Regions from separate parts of the Zea mays genome. Here region 2 is linked to region 1. A link is a contact called in public Hi-C data. All regions are on one chromosome and are shown on one strand. Each heading gives the region's core, a stretch centred on a gene start, on an enhancer-like site or on the middle of the called end of the contact. The rest is flanking DNA. Distances are from core to core; before and after follow the strand shown. Region 1 has its middle 12 kb from the start of LOC100383357. Region 2 holds the start of LOC100276004.

What was found. Hi-C and Micro-C count contacts between places; a contact is called where the count stands out from the background.
Region 2: a Hi-C map of tassel shows a contact between it and region 1, with 2.6 times the contacts expected there. The contact joins the promoter of LOC100276004 here to the enhancer-like site in region 1. A contact is called at or near these places in 3 of 25 Hi-C or Micro-C datasets (ear, leaf and tassel).

Annotation. Positions count from the first base shown.
Region 1 is chr3:172,068,566-172,072,889 of Zm-B73-REFERENCE-NAM-5.0, forward strand. No RefSeq gene overlaps it. Among protein-coding and RNA genes, the nearest start is that of LOC100383357, 12 kb to the left of the region's middle. Within about 2 kb of position 1,391, at least 15 of the 20 cell types and tissues checked have an H3K27ac peak or open chromatin away from gene starts, as enhancers often do. A contact at or near this core is called in ear, leaf and tassel, where this site is marked.
Region 2 is chr3:172,167,595-172,171,400 of Zm-B73-REFERENCE-NAM-5.0, forward strand. It overlaps LOC100276004, which reads right to left and starts at 2,482. Exons shown (of 1, transcript NM_001149900.2): 1 at 408-2,482. The coding sequence starts at 2,383. The coding sequence ends at 587.

The sequences.
Region 1 (4,324 bases), core at 141-2,640:
GATGGCACATAAAGGGTGAGTCGTCGTGAGTGGGTCAATGAAGGTGAGGGCCGGGCACCAGCTCCGAAGCAGCCAACGCAAAGCTTAAGGACTTGTTCGAGTCGGATTACACCCAGAATCGTTCCAGCTAATCAAAGTTTATATAAATTAGAGAACTAAACCGGTTAGGAATCGTTCCGATCCACCAATCCGGCACAAACGAACAAGGCCTAAACTAGCTAGGCGAAGCGAAACTAGCCTGTCTGGTGGCGGTGACCACTCTGACGGTCCACGCAACGCACGGAATGTAGCCGAAACCAAAAGTGCCTCTGCCGCTTTGCGAACGCTGGCAAATCGCTAGGCATCATGAAAAAAGAAAAAAAAAGCGAGCTGATCTATCCATCCATGGTCGCGCGCGCGCGCCATCGCAACATTCCCAGTCCCCCCCAGCGCGATTCCAAGCTGACATGCTGCCATTTGCCCTTTCTGCCATGCTGCTCGTCGCTCCGTCGTGGGTGCTGCGGATGCCCTGAAAAGTGAAAACGACTCAGAAACAGCAGTTAGGCAGTGCACGCTGATGTAGTCGGGGAAACTGCGGGCTGGAGGAGAGAGAGGAGGAGCTGGAGGAGATGGCCTGGTGGGTGTCGGTTCGGCCGTCGACGTCACGGGGCACGGCCATCCACTACGGCGAAAAGCAGAGTCCTTTGTGGAGGTTGGGTAGGGGACGGAGGGGGGGCCCGGCCGGAACTGACCTGCAGACAGCAGAGGCGCAGAGCCAATGCAAAGGCCGGGTCTGCCGTGCCGTCTGCATGCAAAGGCTGGCACGGAGATGTATGATCACTAGTAGATTCTGCTGTCACAGCGTGCGCAGCGGGCATGTGTACGTACGTACTACGTACTCCATTAATTCGCCGTCGTACATCATTATTTGCCGCCTCATTGATATGATGAGTACGGTGCTGAATAACGAATGGTTTCATGAGTGGCTTCTCCTGCTCCTGCTCCTACGTGACAGTTCCGCCGCCGCCGCTGAAGAGTCGGACTGGCTGCTCGTCGTACCCTGCTGGACATCTCTCTCGCTGGCTGTGGACTGTGGTTGGTTGGAGCTTCCTCGGCGTGTCAGCGAGGGACGTTGTAGTTGACGATACACGCAAGGCGATCGAGGTGTGGGGTCAAATACTACCTACCACACTCTACGAGTACAGTACTGTTAGGATTTATGGGCTTGGCCCAATTAAGTTATTCAAATAAATCCCAGGAAAATCTCAAAAGCCCATATAAGTGGATGGCAAAGGGATAGGTGGAACCAATAGCACCATATTGCACTCGTAGTGGAAGGCCGGAACTGACCTGCAGACAGCAGAGCCAATGCAAAGGCCGGGTCTGCCGTGCCGTCTGCATGCAAAGGCTGGCACGGAGATGTATCACTAGTAGATTCTGCTGTCACAGCGTGCGCAGTGGCCATGTACGTACGTACTACTGACTACTCCATTAATTCGCCATCGTACATCATTATTTGCCGCCTCATTGACGAGTACGGTGCTGAATAACGAATGGTTCATGAGTGGCTTCTCTTGCTCCTGCTCCTGCTCCTGCTCCTACGTGACAGTTCCGCCGCCGCCGGCGCCGGACTGGCTGCTCGTCGTACCCTGCTGGACATCTCTCTCGCTGGCTGTGGACTGGACTGTGGTTGGTTGGAGCTTCCTCAGCGTGTCAGCGAGACGTTGTAGTTGACGATACACGCAAGGCGATCGAGGTGTGGGGTCAAATACTACCTAACACTCTACCAGTCCAGTACAGTACAGTACTTCCCGCGCCCCTCGATCGCGTTGCTTTCCTCTCGTCCTGGTTGACCAAGGCACAGTGCAGTGAATAGGTAATAATAATGGTACGTGGTTATCACTGTTAGAATTTCTGGTGTTTAGGATCATTTCCTAAGTCCCTAGAATACTAATCCGTGTCTAAAATATCTCGATGATGAGTAGATCTATTCTACTGAGGGGTACATATATATACATACCGTCGTTGTTGTTCCTAGCCATTATTGCGGCGGCGTCTTGCAGCGAAGACCCGCCTCCTCCTTCTTGTTGATCTCACTGCTGGTGTCGAGGAGATTGGTTCCCGTCATTGATCGGCGGTGGATCAGCTCCTCCAATGTTGCCTATAGGGGGAATCTCAGATCCCGATGGGATAACGAGGATCTGAGACATAGTCACAGTGATTCCAGTCACTCTGAGCGCCTAGGAGATCGGTTCCTCTCAAAGTGTCGATTAGGGTTTGTGGTCGAGTGATTAGCGTTGGCTAAACCCGTCAGCCCCCTTAATCTATTTATATGGTGTCATGTGACCGGGGGCTGCAACCAACGGTTAGGATTAATCCTACCCCAGTTACTGTTAACCGGCTAGTGTAGAGGACACGTACTAACAATCACTACTCGCTTGGAGCAAAGCAGGAAACCGCCGTGCTAATTAAACGCGAGCACACGGCTGTGGTGATCACACTCGAGTCAGCTCTCGAGATCGTCGGCAACCTCGAGGCGCGATGGTGATCACGCTTCAAATCAAACGCCAAACGTGCTTGGAAACATAGTATATTATAAATTCATGGTACGTGTGTAGTACTGTTGAGGACACTGATTTGCATATGTACACCGTACTCTCTCCGGCTCCACGCGTGCCACGCACGTACGTATGGAGCCGCGCCCTTGGGAGTTGAGACCACGTGCGTGCGTACGGCACGGCACCCCGCATCCGTCGTTCCTGCAAACAGGAGGGGGGGGGGGGGGGGTGTGTCAGCGCGTGGACGTTGTGCATTGGCCACTGGGCTGCTTTGTCTGTCCGTTGTCCAAATCCCGATGAGACAAAAAAAAGTTCAGCTTCAGCATGCCATGCACGCAACAGGTAGACCCGCGGTACAAGTCAGAATTCAGGAAAGGAGGAATGATCCCAGCCCAGCCCTGCACTGCACTGCACTACAGTACAGTGCACTTCCGCTGTGAGCCCGCCACGCCAACGGAATCTTCCTTGTTGGATGCCGCACTTCCATATCCTACAGGGCTACTGCAGGTCTGCTGCAGCAGACAGACGCTTTGAGAAGACGGAGACCGAGATGGATTGGTAGTTAAAAAATAGCTCACAGAAATCCATGCAGGGCCGCGCCTTGGAGTCTAGGTCAGGCAAAGGAGTTCCCGTTGTCAGAGGCGCAGAGCACTGCAAGTTAATAAGTGAAACCCCCCCTGGCGCGGCGGTCACCGACCACGGCGTGTCTCTACTAGCTCACCGCGCGCGCCTGTGCGCCTGTGTCTCTACGGCTCAGGAGAGAGCACGGTGCCCGCGTGCCAACATCCGTCCACGTACGTTTACCCCGATCCGGTTTGCGAGTGGTCGTCGTAAGTCTGATGACACATACCCCCACCCCCCCCCCCCCCCCCCCCCCCCACGGACTGTTACACCAGTTTACCAATATCAAGGCGGTGGGCGCGATTAGTTAATCCGCTGCCGACCGATGGATGGATCTGCATGCATGCATGTTAATGACGTCAAGACTAAGGCCCGGACAAAACCCGTAGTAGACGCTGCCTAGTACCAGTTAACTATCCCCGTCAGGTCAGTGATCGCGCGCTGCTATGCAGCAGTACAGTCATCCGGCCTGGAATGGATCAACGCGTTAAAACTGGCTGTGGATGTGTGAGCCCACAGGGGCAGAGCCACGCGTGCTGCAGGGGAGATGCATGGAACGTTCGCCGAACGTCCTTGCTGCCTCTGCTCCAGGCATGACCACGAGGCATCACACTGTGCTGCAACGGGCAAATGAAAACGGCCTTGTTCTTGTTCGGAACACAAAGCGCAGGAGAGAGTAGTTTCACTTTCACCGCACCGCCTTTATCTCTGGCCGACTGGCCCCCACATGTCACCGAGAAGCAAAGCGCCAACGGTCGTGACAGTCCTCCTACTCAAAGTAAAGTGTTTTAATAACGGAGAAGCAACAGCAGCAACAACGAAGAAAAAAAATGATTGGGACGGAAGCCAACTGTTACGCTCTATTGCAGTGCTCAGTGGCAAATGAAAGAGACAGATGACTGGGGTTATCTGTTTATTGCAGGGATCTCCATATATATACATGTGTACAAAGGGCATCAGACCCTTGGATCAAATAACCGTAGAATCAACGGTTGGATGAGTCTTGATCATATATTACATTGTTTTGTAACACCCCCCCTTGATCAACCCAAAACCGTTTGATCATCTGCAATTTATCTTATCTCCTCAAAAACCCTGTGGGAAAAATAAGGAGTACACAATATCTTTTGGATAATGAGAATAATCTCACATTGTCTCCAAAAGAA
Region 2 (3,806 bases), core at 1,232-3,731, 100 kb after region 1:
TACTATAAGTTGTACATCGAAAAAATAGTATGTAAATTTATAGAATTAATTTTCATCTCTCACCCCATAAATTTAAGATAGGCTTATATGGTAACTTTGGAAAGTGGTGGAATGCCACATTCTAAAAAATAGTCTATTCCATTCCAATTTCTCAAATTAAAAAAAATGAAAGGAAACAAACGGGATCTAAGAGATAGCAGTAAAGGTGACAAGAGTAAAAAAACAATTGATGAAATTATCCCAAATCACAAAATATGTGAAAGAATATTTTCGTAACTTGAATTCCACTGGCAGCCAAAATTCATTCGTGTTCTTAAATAAGACATGAAAATAAATTATCGACATGTAGAATGGCGCATGGAAATCCTAAACAGAAGCTCCAGAAGTCCAGACCAAAACTAAATATTCTTCTTTGTCAGTCTAGCATTTAAATATAAATGCAAAATTATTGTAGTAAATAACAACAAACAAAAACAGGTACAAAGATGATGTTTCTTGCAAGCTCACCAGAGCTGAAAAGCTCAAAAAGAAAGGTTCTATCCAAAAGTTAATTAGCAGACATATGGATTTGAGTATCCTAGAGAAACTATGCTTCTTGGCTCGCCTTTGACTGCATTTCCTCCCCTTCCAACTCCTTAACTGCAGTTATGAGGCTGCGACTTATACCCCTTAGGCATAAACCACTATCCTCCATTTCCTCCAGGAGTTTCTCAGCTCTTCTCCAGTCCATAGCCTTGAGACACAATGACTGAATCAGTTTGTCATACTCATCCACATTTGGCTGCAACCCATCTTTCTTCATCTCCTTTAGGCACTCATTGGCCTTCTCGAAGTCCTCCATCTTGCAGTATCCACGGATAAGTATGTGATAAGCAACCCTGTTTAGCTTCGGATGAATTTTCTTAGCTTCACGAAGTAGATCATGGGCTTCATCAATCATGCCTCCTTTCGCGTAGCCACTCATGAGCACACTGTAAGTATAGATATCAGGGCTGATCCCTTGGCTCTCCATCATTCTCATCAAACCTTTTGCATCCTCCATTTCTCCCTGTTTTGACAATGCTGTGATGACAAAATTAAACACTGCATTACCAGGAGCTGGCCCAACATTTACCATCCTCATCAACAATGCTTTTGCATCCTCCAATTTCTTTTTCCTACACAAACCATGTATAACTGTGGCAAATGTCTTGCCTGCATTCTTAAGAGATTCCCCTTTGTACTCTTCAAGCTGCACCATCCTCATCAACAAATTATTTGCATCCTCCATTTTGTTTAGCCTACACAAAGCATGTACAACTGTGGCAAAGGACTTGCCTGCATGCTTAAGCGACTCCCCTTGGTACTCTTCCAGCAGCTCCAGAGCAGTACCAATGGTCTCATCATTCCTTGCCAAAGCACCAACAAGGAAATCCAAGGCTAGTTTTGGGACTGGAATCTTTTTTTCCTTCACTGCAAGATATAATGAGTGTGCCATCTTCACCTTCTTCCCCTCACAAAGGTAAATCAAAATCCTGCCAACCTTCTCACCATTAGGGAAGCAGGCAGAGCCAATCATCTTCTCACAGACTTCACAAGCAGAGCGGAACAAGGACTTCTTTCGTGCTGCTTCAATCACAAGATAATAGCTGTCACTGTCCGGAGTGCAACCAAACTCATCGAACTTGGAGAACACCTCCAACGCTGCTTTCGACTTCTCAACCTTCCAAAATATGGCAATCATTTCATTCAACAACGGTGTACTCACTGATCCTGACACAGAGCCTATTTCCTTAATCGAATCCCAAAGCAAGTAAGCGTCTGCCTTGTCTATCTCAGCAGAATCAGCTAGCTTGCTCACGAGAACCTCAAGATTCGAGAGGCTCTTGGAAGCGGGGTTATTCTTCGCGGCATAGTTGAACAGGGAAATCAGCTTCTTACAGGAGCATTGTTCAGCAGCAAGGAGGACTGCGGCTAGGAGTGGCTCGTTGAAGTCCACGGTCATGTCAGCGAGGGTGGACGCGATCTCGTCCTCGGGGGTGGACTCCACGGCGGCGCAGACGCGGGCGACCTCCTCATCGTCGGCTACGGCGTCGGCGCTGCCAGGGGAGGCAAAGATGTCGTCGGCGTGGCCAGCTTCCTCCCACATCGAGCTCAGGTTGTCCTCTCCGGCCTCAGCGGCATCTTGAGAAGCCTTGGTCGGGGAGGAGAAGGCTTCAGGGAAGGGATCCGCGGCGGCGGCGGAGGAGGAATCGGGGATGGGATCCGGGGAGGAGGACAGGAAGCGGGGAGGTGGGACTCGGGTTAGGGTTCGAGTGGGATATGGTTGTGGAGGTGGTGGCGGTGGCCGGGTAATGGTCGAGCGGAGTAGGAGCAGCGCACGAGCTCGCGAACGCCACATCATCGCCGTCGTCCTCGGCGGCGGCGAGATGTGTTCTAATTGTTGCGTGCCTCGTGGTGGAGACGTGGAGGAGGGAGGTTTCTTTCATTCTAGGGTTTAAGGCCTTCTGGGCTGGGCCTAACTATTTCTATTCTATTGGGCCACTATATAACCTTTTATTGGCCGAAATATTTTTTCTTGCTAGTAATTTTTGAAGGATATCAGAATACGAGAACAAGTATTTTTCAGTTTGGACGTTCAGCAAGCATAAGAGCAACTCAAAAAAAAAAAGCCTTAAACCTACCCCAAAATCGATATCTCTACTAACTATTAAGAGAGGAGTGTAGACTGCCCCCCTCCCTACCCTGCCCGCCCGCCCGCCCGCGAACGCCAGGATTTTCGCATCGCGCCTCCACCTCCCAGGATTGTCGCGCCTTCGCCATTTTCACCGCCGCGCCCTCGACACCACCTCCCAAGGATCCTCACGGTGCAGCCTCCGCCCGGCGCTACCCAGTCCCGCTTGCGATCCCCAACGCTCTCCCCCCACGGGCAGGTCGTTGAGGCGCGGGTTGTTGGCGAGCAAGATCTCGAGCAGGTCGGCGAGGCCGTCGAAGAAGTCGGGCGGGATGGCGTCGAAGTCGTTGTCGTTGAGGAAGGCGCGCTGGAGGGACGCCATGCCCCGAAAGGACGGGAGCGCGCTAGAGAGGCTGATCCCCTAGAGGCTGAGGTCGCGCAACGCCGCGAGCGAGGGGAGCGACGGTGGGAGCGTCCCCGCCGGGCCGGCGTTCTTGAGGTCGAGGTTGTCGACGCGGCCGGTGCGGTTGCAGGAGACGTGCAGGCACGCGCACGCGTCCCCGTCGTCGGGCCTTTACCATTCTCTTGCCTTTTTGCAAGATTCTTGGTGATTAATCTCTTGCTTTGTTTCCTTACCGCAGAAATATTAGGAGCACCTAAAGGATCAACTACGATAAATATTTTCAGTGAGTGTACCAAGGCCGAATCATTTCTTCCATTTGGTTCTGGAAGTCGAGCATGTATTGGGCAGAAGTTTGTTGTTCTTGCAATATCGATGTTGATTGCCAGTTTGCTCCGCATCTACGAGGTTAGATGCACTGGTAGCTTCTCGTTGTGACACCCACACCTCGTAATTTCTTCTACACATTGCCCTTCTACAGATTGACACACACCTCATCATGAGTGAGTGTGCCAAGGCCGGATCATTTCTTCTACAGATTGCCCTTTTTAGTATGATATGTGTTTTAACTTTTTAAACTTCTGATGTTATTTGGAACTCTGTCTCTCAGGTACAGCCTCATCCAAGTTTGTCTAAAGAAATGGACACAACAGTTGACAACAGCCACCTTCATCTCCCAAACCCTAAGATCATCCTCACCAAAAGAAGGATCTGAAGGGAGAGTTTGGCAAACGAAAATATGGCACGTTTGCT